Regions from separate parts of the Sus scrofa genome. Here region 2 is linked to region 1. Evidence: chromatin contacts called from public promoter capture Hi-C data. All regions are on one chromosome and are shown on one strand. The core of a region is the stretch at or near the end of the contact, and the rest is flanking DNA. Distances in the headings are between cores, read along the strand shown.

Region 1 (6,056 bases), core at 1,151-3,650:
TGTATGGGAGTTCTCTCTCTCTCTCTCTTTTTTTAAGGGTCGCATCTGGAAACCTAAAAGTTCCCAGGCTAGGGGTTGAATGGGAGGGGCAGCTGCCAGCCTACACCACAGCTCATGACAACATCAGAGCCTTAACCCACTGAGCCACAATGGGAACTCTAGGAGTTCTCTATGTTCAGATGTAAATTTTAATGACTATGCTATTCTAATATATTTAATTATATAAGGCCACTTGTTGGGCCTTTAGGAACCTGAGATAAACACATGGAAGTTAAATCTTTGTACACATAGTTAAATATTTCCCAAGAAAATTTTCCTCGAAAGTGGAATTGCTGGGTCAAAGGATACACATATTTTTAAAATCTCATTTAAATTGTAACAAATTACTAAATGTGCAAAACTGTTAGCTAGAACTACAGGGTTTAAACAAGCAAGCTTCCATCTCCTGCCTCACCCGCTTCTCACTTTGTACCACTCAGACAACCAATTCCAACTTTTCAGCGGTTTCTTCTGGTGCCTATCTTGTTATATCTAAATAGTATGCTTATACTGTTATTTATGAATTTCTGAATTTTTTTTTTTTTTTGGCTGCTCCCACAGTATATGGAAGTTCATGGGCCAGGAATGGAATCTGAGCCACAGCTGCTGCAACCTACCTCACAGCTGCAGCAAGGCCAGATCCTTAACCCACTGGGCCTTAGCAACCACCCAAGCCAATGCGGAGACCACTCTCATCCTTAAACCACTATACCACAGCAAGAACTCCCAAATTGCTCAATTTTGACACGCTCTATCTTCTTATGATGGTAGATGGGGATTTAGCTCTGATGTTGAACCCCCTCCATTCCCACATTGCCCCCTCTTCTGCAAACCCCTCTCACCCCTGTCTCCACACTCTCTTTTCTCCATTTTCTCAATATAATTCTATCCCTTTGGTTAAAACAATATTCATTCCATCTGTTATTGTAGACCCATCAGTGTAGTTCACAGCTGAGCCATATGTTGTATTGTGATTACACTTTTTGGCATAGCTTCTAGTTTTCTGAACTTGTCTCTTTTTCTGTTTGCTTAGTTTAAAAAATAATAATTCAAGGAGTTCCCACTGTGGTGCAAGGGAATCGGGGCATCTCTGCAGCACCAGGACACAGGTTGGACCCTTGACCCGGCACAGTGGGTTAAAGGATCCAGTGCTGCTGTAGCTGTGGCATAGGTTGAAACAGCTGCTGGGAACTGAGCCCTGATCCCTGGCCCAGGAACTCCATATGCCTAGGGTGGCTAAAATTAAAAAAATAATAATAATAATTCAACTTCATCGAAGTACAGTTGACATAAAATATACCTATTTTATGTGTATAGTTAAAATGAGTTTTGACTAATACACTCACACCCCAATCACGATAGGAAACATTTCAATCACTCTCAGCCTGTTCTCTCCAGCTCTTTTGAAGTCAACCTCCACCCTCATCCCAGGCAACCACTGATTGGAGTCTATCACTAGAGATTAATTTCACCAGTTCTCAAACTTCCATTGTTTGAAAATTACGCTTTGAAGACACAGACTTGTGAAAAAGCAATTACCGCTCCATGTCCCAGTGGGAATAAACTTGAACGCAGTCTGTTCCAAGTCAGTGAAGTATTCCTTGAGGAATTAAAAGAATAAACCACCACCACCATCAGCGACATTAGAAAGAATTAACCTGGAGTGGAAAGATGTCATGTTGTGGGGATGGGGAGCGTAGGAGTGGAAAAGGGTGCGAGTGAGGGAGTGTGAAGGAGGGAGAGGGTCCAGACAAAATGAAGAGCATAAACAAAGCTCTGGAAGCAAGGGCAATCCCTTCTGGACGCATATTGCGTTTCCTATTTTATTTTCCATTTTATTACCACGAAACTCAGTTGCTCTCCAAGATTCCCCCAGTTCAAGTAGGACAATTATGAATAGTAAATAAGATCTACCAGTTACATGTCAGTGTTTTCCCTCACTAAACTGTAAACTATTTGAAAGCCAGAACTTGTCAGTCAGTAAAGCTTAATAAATATTGGTTGAGTTGACAAGTAGGTGAATGAGAATGAATGAATGAATGAATGAATGAATGAGGGAGCACGCAAGTCCCTGGAGGAAATGGTCGCCCTCGGAGGTGCAATCCGGCCCAGAAACCCTAGGGTAGGGACGGTGTTGGGACCGATCCCAAAGGCTAAGGAGACGCTCTAGGAAAGCATCGCGCTGTTTGCCATGGCGCCGCTCTAGCCTGGAGGACGCCGCTCTATGGCAGCGGGGAGGGCGGGGCCGTGGGCGTCTCTGGCCTTATTGTCCCGGCGCGGCGGGAGCGCGCTCCGCGCGTGTGCGTTCACGGCGGCGGTTGGTAGCGCGCAGACTGTGTGAAGTGAGGCAAGGCGGCTTCGGACCCACGGACCGACAGACCGAGCGGCCCCTACGGCCGTCGGCGGCCAGGCGGCCCGAGATGTTGTCTGGGAAGAAAGCAGCAGCCGCCGCAGCGGCGGCGGCGGCGGCGGCAGCGGCCGGGTCGGAGGCCGGTGCCTCGGCAGCGGGCGGCGCGGAGAACGGCTCGGAGGTGACTGCGCCGCCCGCGGGCCTGTCCGGCCCCGCCGAGGCCGGGCCGGGGGCAGCTGGGGAGCGCACTCCCCGCAAGAAGGAGCCCCCGCGAGCCTCTCCCCCCGGGGGCCTGGCCGAGCCGCCGGGGTCCGCCGGGCCTCAAGCCGGGCCTACCGTCGTGCCTGGATCTGCGACCCCCATGGAAACGGGAATCGCAGAGACTCCGGAGGGGCGACGGACCAGCCGGCGCAAGCGGGCGAAGGTGAGGCGCGACCCCTCCCTTGAACCACAAATCCCAGTACCTAGCTTCCTCGAGCTTGTCCAGCCCCATAACCACTCACCCTCGCTTGCCGGGGTCTTGGGCCTTGAGCCCCACGCCCACCTCGACCTCCCCAGTCACGGATCTCCACCCACCCCCCCACTAGTCGGGTGGGTGGGGTGAGAGAGGGGAAGGTCTTTGCCAGCGGTGAATGCGTCTTTGTGCTGGGACCCGGCCGTCCAGGGAGAAAGGGGGATGGCGGGGAGAGCTGTTTTACTCGTTGCATCTCGTACACCTTTTCCTTTTCTTGGTTGGGAAAAAATGGCTCCCTGACGTGGAGTTGTGGTGGGCCTTGTTGAAGACGTATATCACTTGTTCACAGATGTATCTGGAAGCCGCTCGGCAGTATTTTTGTGTTTCAGCTGGGAGCGTGTTGGGGCTGTAGGATGATGCTAAAGAAATTGCCTTAGCCTTGAAGACAGAAAAAAAGGAAGTTTTTTGGTTTTTTTTTTCGAGCCCTTTCTGTATGCTGGAGAGTTTTCCTCTTTTTCTTTTTATCCTGTCAACGTTCTTTTGACGTAGATTTTTACAAAGGAGGAAGCTGATGAAGAGGGCAAATATCAATTAGTCAAGGTGTAGATATACAGGAAGAAAAAGATTTGTCACATGACGATATGTACAGGCGATAGCTTGCCTCACATCTCTGGGTGCCAGGTGCTGTGTTCAGAGCGTCACCAACATTGTATTTTGGCTAAACACCAATTGGCAGGTATTGCTAGCCCCACTTGAGGAATGAGTAAACTGAGGCACACAGTTTAAGCAACTTGCCCAGAGTCACAAAGCTGGGTAAGTGGTGGAACTGGAATGTAAGCCCTACACTTACAATGTGATAAGGTATCATCAGCCTCTGAAACAAAGGACCACATGGGACACCAGCAATAAGCAGAACACTGGGGCAGTACTAGGGCACAAACTTTAGACTTGGGCCTTTTCTGGCGATTTCATGGTACAGTTGGAAAAACTGGAAATGTATGTACATAGAACTTTTAAGTAAGTAAATATTTTAAGTTGTGTAATTTATGTAACACATAAATGTGTATGAGGAGCTTCTTGAGTATTGCCCAGACAGAGCCTTCAGGTTGAACTGCCCCTTTGAGAATACTCTGTGCTCAGTATGAAGGAGAGAAGTCTCTGAGGGGGCTTTTACTAAAACATGAGTTAGAAAGGCACAGAGGTTGGCAACTCCCAACTCTCAGAAATGAAGTAGAAGGCAGAAGCCCAACTGGTTTGTTTTTTGTTTTGTTTTGTTTTTGTCTTTTTTAGGGCCGAAACCACGTCATATGGAGGTTCCCGCGCTAGGGGTTAATCTGAGCCGTAGCTGCTGGCCTGCATCACAGCCACAGCAATACCAGATCTGAGCCAAGTCTGCAACCTACATCACAGCTCACGGCAATGCCAGATCCTTAACCCACTGAGCGAGGCCAGGGATCGAACCTCATGGATACTAGTTTCCACTGAGCCATGGTGGGAATTCCCCAAGTGCTTTTTGTTTGTTTTTCTTTTTATGGCCACACCTGGGGCATATAGAAATTCCAGGGCCAGGGATGAATCTTAGCTGCATCGGGAACCCACGCCACATCCACAGCAATACCTATGCTGCAAGCTTACTGCAAGGCTGGATCCTGAGCAAGGCCAGGGATCAAATCTGCATCCTCAAAGAGACAATGTCAGGTCCTTAACCGGCTGAGCCACAACGAGAACTCCCCTTAGGTGTTTTGGGTTTTTTTGGGTTTTTTTTGCTTTTTAAGGCCACACTGGAGGCATATGGAGGTTCCCAAGCTACGGGTTGAATCTGAGCTGCAGCTGCTGGCCTATACCATGCCACAGCAATGCAGGGTCCGAGCCATGTCTTCGATCTATCCCGTAGCTCTCAGCAATGCCAGATCCCCAACCCACTGTGCAGGGCCAGGGATCGAACCCAAGTTCTCATGGATACTAGTTGGATTCGTTGCTGCTGAGCCACAACGGGAACTCCTTGTAGACTTTTTAATGGTGGCCATTCTGACTGGTATAAGGTGGTACTTCATTGTAGTTTTGATTAGCATTTCTCTAATAATTAGTGATGATGAGCATCTTTTCATGTATCTCTTGGCTGTCTGTACATCTTCTTTGGAGAAATGTCTAAGTCTCCCACTCATTTTTCAACTAGGTTGTTTTTTTATTATTGAATTGTACGAGCTGTTTGTATATTTTAGAAATTAAGCCCTTGTCAGTCACAGAATTTTCTCCCAGTCCTTAGGTTGTCTTTTTGCCTTTTTTATGGTTTTCTTTGCTGTGCAAAAGCTTATAAGTTTGATTAGGTCCCATTTGTTTATTTTTGCTTTTATTTCTATTGCCTTGAGGAACTGACCTAAGAAAACATTGGTATGATATATGTCAGAAAATGTTTTGCCTGTGTTCCCTTCTAGGAGTTTCATGATGTCATGTCTTATAATTAAGTATAAGCCATTTCAAGTTTATTTTTATGTGTGTTGTGACTCTGTGTTTAACTTCATTGATTGACATTTAGCTGTCCAGCTTTCCCAATAGCACTTGCTGAAGAGACTTTCTTTTCCCCATTGTATATTCTTGCCTCCTTTGTTGAAGATTAATTGTCCGTAGATGTGTGGGCAGTGTAGATGGATCTTGCTTCAAGAGTTTAATGGCTTATGAAAGGGATATATCTATATTTCATGGCCTGAGCACTTATTCAGTTTGGGGGACTCTTAAAAAAAAGTATGTTGAAAAATAATAAAACTAGAGAACAATGAAAAAATTATGTATACATAAACGTGTGTATAATTATGTAAACAAGTAAATGTGTATGTAATTATGTAATCAAAACTTGATTCAGGGGAGCTCCCATCGTGGTGTAGTGGCTAACAAATCCGACTAGGAACCATGAGGTTGCGGGTTCGATACCTGGCCTTGCTCAGTGGGTTAAAGATCCGGTGTTGCCATGAGCTGTGGTGTAGGTTGCAGATGCGGCTTGGATCCCGCATTGCTGTGGCTCTGGCATAGGCCGGTGGCTACAGCTCCGATTAGACCCCTAGCCCGGGAATCTCCATATGCCGAGGGAGTGGCCCTAGAAAAGGCAAAAAAAAGAAAATTTGATTCAGAGTATTGGAAGGAGTCCATGCAACTGAAGGTCCCTGATGCTTAAGTTTCATTAGTTTTAGAATAAATTCACCTCTGAGTGTGTATGCT
Region 2 (6,321 bases), core at 1,358-3,857, 180 kb after region 1:
TTTGTGTCAGAGGCTAGGTGTCAGGGAGGTGACATGATAAAGTGGCAAAAAGGAGCTAGATTTCCAACAAGGTGTGCCACAACCGAGGCACTGGAAGTTCCCAGGCTAGGGGTCTAATTGGAGCTACAGCTGTCAGCCTACACTACAGCTCATAGCAACGCCAGATCCCCGACCTACTGAGAAATGCTGGGGATTGGACACACATCTTCATGGATACCAGCTGGATTCGTTTTTGCCGTGCCACAGCAGGAACTCCTGCATATGTATTAAATGTATACAGTTGCCCAAGTGCTGTCCCAGAGAAAGCTGTTTTTCCACCTCACCATTCCCACTGGCTAAGGAAAATTGCTCTGAATGAGGAAGGTGCCCACCCACCTTTGATTTCTGCTCTTTTCGCTGGTGCCCCTCCGCCACCTGGTGGTCATACCTAGAATAGACTGGAATTTCTGCCCACTGGTCTGAGGAAGGCCTGAGGTTGGACTCCCTTTGCTAAATTCTCCAGGGTGGCATTTTCATCTCAATCTACATTCCCCTCTAAGACCCCAGGGCTCACCTGCACCCGAGGTTCTGAGAAAGGCAGAAGTTGATTCTGTCTCACTGTGGAATATTGCGTCTGTCACTGCCCTTCTCTGGGCTTAGGTTTCTCATCTGTAAGAAAGGGCCTGGAGGAGTTCCCTTCATGGCTCAGCGATTAAGGAACCCAACTAGGATCCATGAGGATATGGGTTTGTTGGTACCTCGATCATTGGGTTAAGGATGTGGCATTGCCATGAGCTGTGGTGTAGGTTGCAGACGTGGCTCGGATCCCACCTTGCTGTGGCTGTGGCTAGGCCAGCAGCTGTAGTTCTGATTCAACCCCTAGCCTGGAAACTTCCATATGCCACAAGCGCAGCCCTAAAAAGCAAAAAATACAATAAAATAAAGTTTACTATGTGACCTGGGACTCTATGTCCTTCCTTAATTCAGTGGGAAGAATGTAAATTCCAGAAGAGCAGGGAAGTGCTGCCTTGTTCGTTCTCTATCACAAGTGCATAGGGCAGTGCTTTAGATGTAGATGCTTTACTGGGTTTGGGGCCACATTAATAGAAGCACTGTATGTACAATAAAGGAGGTGATAGTCCTTCTGCCCTTGTTTGGAGTCCTGTGTTCTATTTGGGATCAGAACTTTGAAAGGCACATGAGAAAGTGTAACTCATCCATAGGACAATGAACAAAATAATAACTGAAAGGGGGACCACAAATCACATTTTATGGGGAAACAGTTGGAGGAGCCAGAATATTAACTCTGGCATTAATAAGACTCAACGGTACAGCAGAAATTGGCACAACATTGTAAATCAACTATAGTTTAATAAAAAAAAATAAAAAGACTTAAGGGGGTACATGTGTCTTCCTTCAAATATCTGAAAGGGTGTCTGGGGGAAAAAACTGGGAGGAATAGGAATTAGGACTGCTACTTCAAGGGGACAGATATTTCTCTGCATAAAACAAAACTAAAAGACGTTTTCAGTCTGAGCTAGTTAAAGAACAGACTTGAATTTGAATCTCAATCTGTCCCTAACTAGTTTTGTAACCTTGGGCAAATTCCTTCACCATGTTAAACCTTGATTCTCTCAAGTATGAAATGGGTATAATTCAGAGAACGCAGCACTGTTACGACAATGGAATGATACAAAACATTCTTTTGGCTGCGCCCTCAGCATGTGGAAGTTCCCAGGACAGGGACTGAACCCATGCCACAGCAGCGACCCAAGCAATGACAATGCTGGATTCTTAACCTGTTGTGCCACAAGGGAACTCCCTACATTTTTTTTTTCTTTGTAAAGATAACTTGGTAGGAATGGGAAGGAGTCAAGCAGTTAGTGGGACTGTGGCTGGGGAAGTGGTTTAGGCTGGTAGCCAGCAGTACTGGCTCTTGGTCACATTGACTAGAAGTGTATCCTGGCTTTGCAACTTAATTGCTGTGCAGATTACTTAACCTTTTTTTTCTTTCTTTCTTTCTTTTTAGGGCCACACCTGAGGCATATGGAGGTTCCCAGGCTAGGGGTTGAATTGGAGCTACAGCTGCCGACCTACACCACAGCCACAGCAATGCTAGATCCTTAACCCACTGAGCAAGGCCAGGGATCAAACCCGCAACCTCATGGTTCCTAGTTGGATTGTTTCCACTGGACCACAATGGGAACTCTACAAATTACTTATCCATTTTGAGCTTCAGTCTCCCTACCTGCAAAATGGGAATAAGTAGGTCCCATTTCACCAAGTTGTTGGGGGATCAAGGAAGTAAAACAACCAAAAGGTGAACTGCTGCTCTGATGTTAGTGATCTGACTGGGGTTGTCCCTTCCAGTCGATATTCTCCAGGTGGAATCCCTGCTCCCACCCTTGGGAACCAATGCAAGAGGCCCTGGAAGAGCAGGTAAATGCATGATCCTAAAACTCCCAGATGCAGAGAATTGCTTGCATCTGCTCCTTGCCAGGGGCTGTGTAAACAGGACACTGTCCCTTCCTCTCCTCTGCAAGTCAGTCCTTCCTGTGACAGGAAGGTGGCTAGGATGGCACCTGAGGAAGTTGTGGGGGTGGAGCTAAGGCTGGGGTACAGGACAGGACAGTGGTGGACAGGCTGTCTGGCTTTCTAATCTGCTTGTGCACTTTGCTCCCCAGATAAACTGTGAGCTCTGTGGAGGATCCAACTGCAGAACAGGTACAGAAATTAGCCAATAGCCTGGGGAGGTTCCGAGGTTGCCAAATGGTGGCCTAGGGGCCAGATCTAGCTCACAGGCTTGTTTTGCGGTCTGCATAGTTGCACAGTGGTTTGTTTTTTGAATTAGTTTTCAACATTTAAAAATAAAGGGATTGCACAGGAAATCCGAATTCCTACTCTCTTCAAAGGCAGCAGAGGAGGCACATTTCCGTATAACACGAGTCCGTTGGAGCGAACTAGTGGCTGCCACCTTTAGTTAGGGCATAGGAGCTCTGGTCACCAGAGTCTCCACATCTCCCAACTGTATCCCACCCAGTCAGCTTCACTCACTTATGAATGGCCCATACAGTCCCTTGAGTTTGTGATCACTGGAACAGAGAAAAGAGCACTAGCTCTGCAGTATCCGGGGACAATGGGACAAATCTCCACCTGGTTATGTGACTCACAAGTCCTCTGAGCTCTACTTCCCCGTCTGTAAAAGGGGGTAAGGACATGGACTCCTTCCATGGCTGATACAAAGATTAATTAAGAAAATGTTTGTAAAACACCTGAAACATAGTAGGTGCTCAACAAAAATTCCTCATGAATGAACCATGGCCTGGGTTCAATCAATACTCTCCTTGCTTTGAGTTTCTGCTGCAGTACAGTGGGTTGAGTATCTGGCATCATCTCTGTGGTGGCTTGAGTCACTGCAGCAGCGTGGGTTCGATCCCTGGCCCGGTACAGTGGATTAAGAATTCGGCATTATAGCAGCTGTGGCATAGGTCGCAGCTGCAGCTTGGATTCAATCCCTGGCCCAGGAACTTCCATATACCATGGGTGTGGCCAAAAAAGAGAAAAAAAAAAAAAAACTCTCTGATTTTGAATGCTACAATCCTGGGCACAGGGCCAGGTCTCAACAATCCTATAAGGCTGATATTCGGACACAGTCTTTAAGGCATTAGCCTGCTGTGGCCCCCTTTGCCTGGCAAAGCAATAAAGGTATATTTTTCTCCTTCACTGCCTCCAAAAAGACTGATATTATTATCCATGCTATACAGAGGAGCAAACTGAGGCACAGAGAGACATTAAACACGTAAATGGAAGAGCTGGCAGGGGTAGCAAGGGTTGTCTGATTTCTAAACCTGTGTTTTTCCCTCACTGTCACAAACCATTTGGCCTCGGCCACATCCATGGGGGTTAAGAGTGTAGATTCTGGGGTACAATTGTAGGGCTTGAATTCTGGCTCCACCACTTGCTAGCAGTCTGACACTGGGCAACTTATTTAACTTCTTGGCACTTCCAGTATTTTACTTGGAAGATAATAAAGGGATCAACTTCACATGGGTTAAATGAGTTAATACTCATAAAATACTTAGGGCAGTACCTGGGTACACAGTAAGAGCTCAATAAATGCTAGCTGTTTTTATCATTAATTGAGCGCTGGCTATGGGCCAGGTACTACAAGGACAAAGATCAGTGAGAGTCCCTGTGGGGCTCATCGTCTGATGAGAGATCAAAGGTCAGAGTGACGTGCTGTCAGGGAACCTGGTGATGGAAGCAAGGGGGAGGAGGGTGGTTAATTTTACGTGTCAATTTGTCAGGGCCACAATGCCCAGATATTTGGTCAAATATTATTCTGGACGTTCCTATGAGGGTGTTTTTGGATAGAATGGACATTTATTTTATTTTTTAATTTTTATTTTTGTCTTTTAGGGCCACACCCACAGCATATGGAGGTTCCCAAGCTAAGGGGTGAATGGGAGCTACAGCTGCTGGCCTACACTACAGCCACAGCAATGCCAGATCCAAGCCATGTCTGTGACTTACATGGCAAGGTCAGATCCTTAACCCACCGAGCGAGGCCAGGAATCAAACCTGTGTCCTCATGGATGCTAATCAGATTCATTTCCACTGAGCCACAGTGGGAACTCCAAGATGGACCTCTACACCAGCGGACTTTTTTTTTTTTTTTTTTTTTTTGTCTTTTTAGGTTATATCTGCAGCATATGGAGGTTTCCAGACTAGGGGTAGAATCAGAGCAGTAGCTGCCAGCCTACACCACAGCCACAGCAACACAAGATCCAAGCCACATCTGTGATCTACACAGCTCCCAGCAAAGCCAGATCCTTAACCCACTGACCAAGGCCAGGAATCGAAACTGTAATCTCATGAATACTAGTCGGGTTCATTATCACCAGGCCATGACAGGAACTCCCTATGCCAGTGGACTTTGAGTAAAGCAGATTGCCCTCCAGAATATGGGTGGGCCTCATCCAATCAGTTGAAGGTCTGAATAGAACAAAATGGCTGACCTCCCCAAGAAAGAGGGACTTCTCCAGAAGATGGCCTTTGGACTTCATCAGCAACATTGGCTCTTTGATTGCAGACTGCCTTTGGACTCAAGGTGCAACTCCTTTATCTGAATCTTTAGCCTGTTGGTTTTGGATCCATCAAGCCTCTACAATTGCCCAAGTCAATTCATTGAAATAAATCTCCTATATGAATGTACATTCTATTTGTTCTATTCTTCTGGAGTACCAATTCCTTCACCAGAAGAGGCAAACTCCCCCCTTCTTTTTTCTTTTGGCTGTGCCTACAGCATGCGAAAATTCCCAGGCTGGGATTGGACCTGCACCACAGCAGATGACAATACCAGATCCTTAACCCACTGCACCACAAGGGAACTCCCAGAAGAGGTATCCTTATTACATTTAGCAGTGCTAGCTTGGAGATGGTCATTCAAGGGACCCAACCCCGTCCCCAGTAGATAGTTCTTCAACATTTGAGAAAACTTTACTACAAGGACCTGCAGAGCTGGGAGAGACAGCACATGTAGAGGCTGACAGAATCAGGATTCAAAACCCACTTAATCTTCAGAACGGTGTGTAGGAATCTACAAGAAGAAATGTAACATGGATCAATGAAAAGTCCTCCCCTTGGGCCCAACTGTACAGAGATAGAATCAGGAGTCAGGAAGAGGGAGAGAGTAGCCAGCTGAAAAGCACTAGGTGTGTGCAAGACTTGGACTTTTATTTATTTATTTATTTATTTTTGTCTTTGTCTCTTTAGGGCCGAACCTATGGCATATGGAGTTTCCCAGGCTAGGGGTCCAATAGAATCTGTTGCTGCCAGCCTACGCCAGAGTCACAGCCACACCAGATCTGAGCTGTGTCTTCAACCTACACCACAGCTCACAGCAATGCCAGATCCTTAACCCACTGAGTGAGGCCAGGGATCAAACCCGCAACCTCATGGTTCCTAGTTGGATTCGTTTCCGCTGCTCCACGATGGGAACTCCCCAGCCCTTTTATTTTGACTACGAGTGTGGAATGGGCCAATTGTTTCCCAGGTTATGTTAAGTTCTGACGAGGCAGGAGGCTGATTAACCTGAGGAGATACAGCCCTGGTCTCCAGATTTCAGAAAGGCAGGATAGGGATGCAGGTGGAAGCTACTAGAAATCAGATTTGGGCCCAGTGGGAGCAACAGTCAAAGCTGACCAAGATGACCTGGGCATCTCATGGGCACTGATCTTCCTGTCACCAAGCATGTTCTAGGAGGTATCTATTCTTCATAATGTAACCAAGACAGAACTGTGAAGAGAAAGAACATGCCCTTTGGATGGGCCGGACCTAGAT

What was found. Promoter capture Hi-C pulls out the DNA fragments that hold promoters and counts their contacts.
Region 2: a contact with region 1 is called in a promoter capture Hi-C map of liver, with 4 times the contacts expected there. The contact joins the enhancer-like site here to the promoter of KDM1A in region 1. A contact is called at or near these places in 1 of 5 promoter capture datasets (liver), 18 of 47 Hi-C or Micro-C datasets (blood, brain, embryonic fibroblasts and 10 more) and 2 of 2 datasets of contacts at active chromatin or transcription factors (alveolar macrophages and skeletal muscle).

What each region holds. Positions count from the first base shown.
Region 1 is chr6:80,901,096-80,907,151 of Sscrofa11.1, forward strand. KDM1A (lysine demethylase 1A) reads left to right here and starts at 2,401. Exons shown (of 22, transcript NM_001112687.1): 1 at 2,401-2,813. The coding sequence starts at 2,460.
Region 2 is chr6:81,077,979-81,084,299 of Sscrofa11.1, forward strand. The region is part of intron 1 of LUZP1 (leucine zipper protein 1); the gene reads right to left. Among named protein-coding and RNA genes, the nearest start is that of HTR1D, 11 kb to the right of the region's middle. Within about 2 kb of position 2,608, at least 5 of the 83 cell types and tissues checked have an H3K27ac peak or open chromatin away from gene starts, as enhancers often do. A contact at or near this core is called in fetal liver and liver, where this site is marked.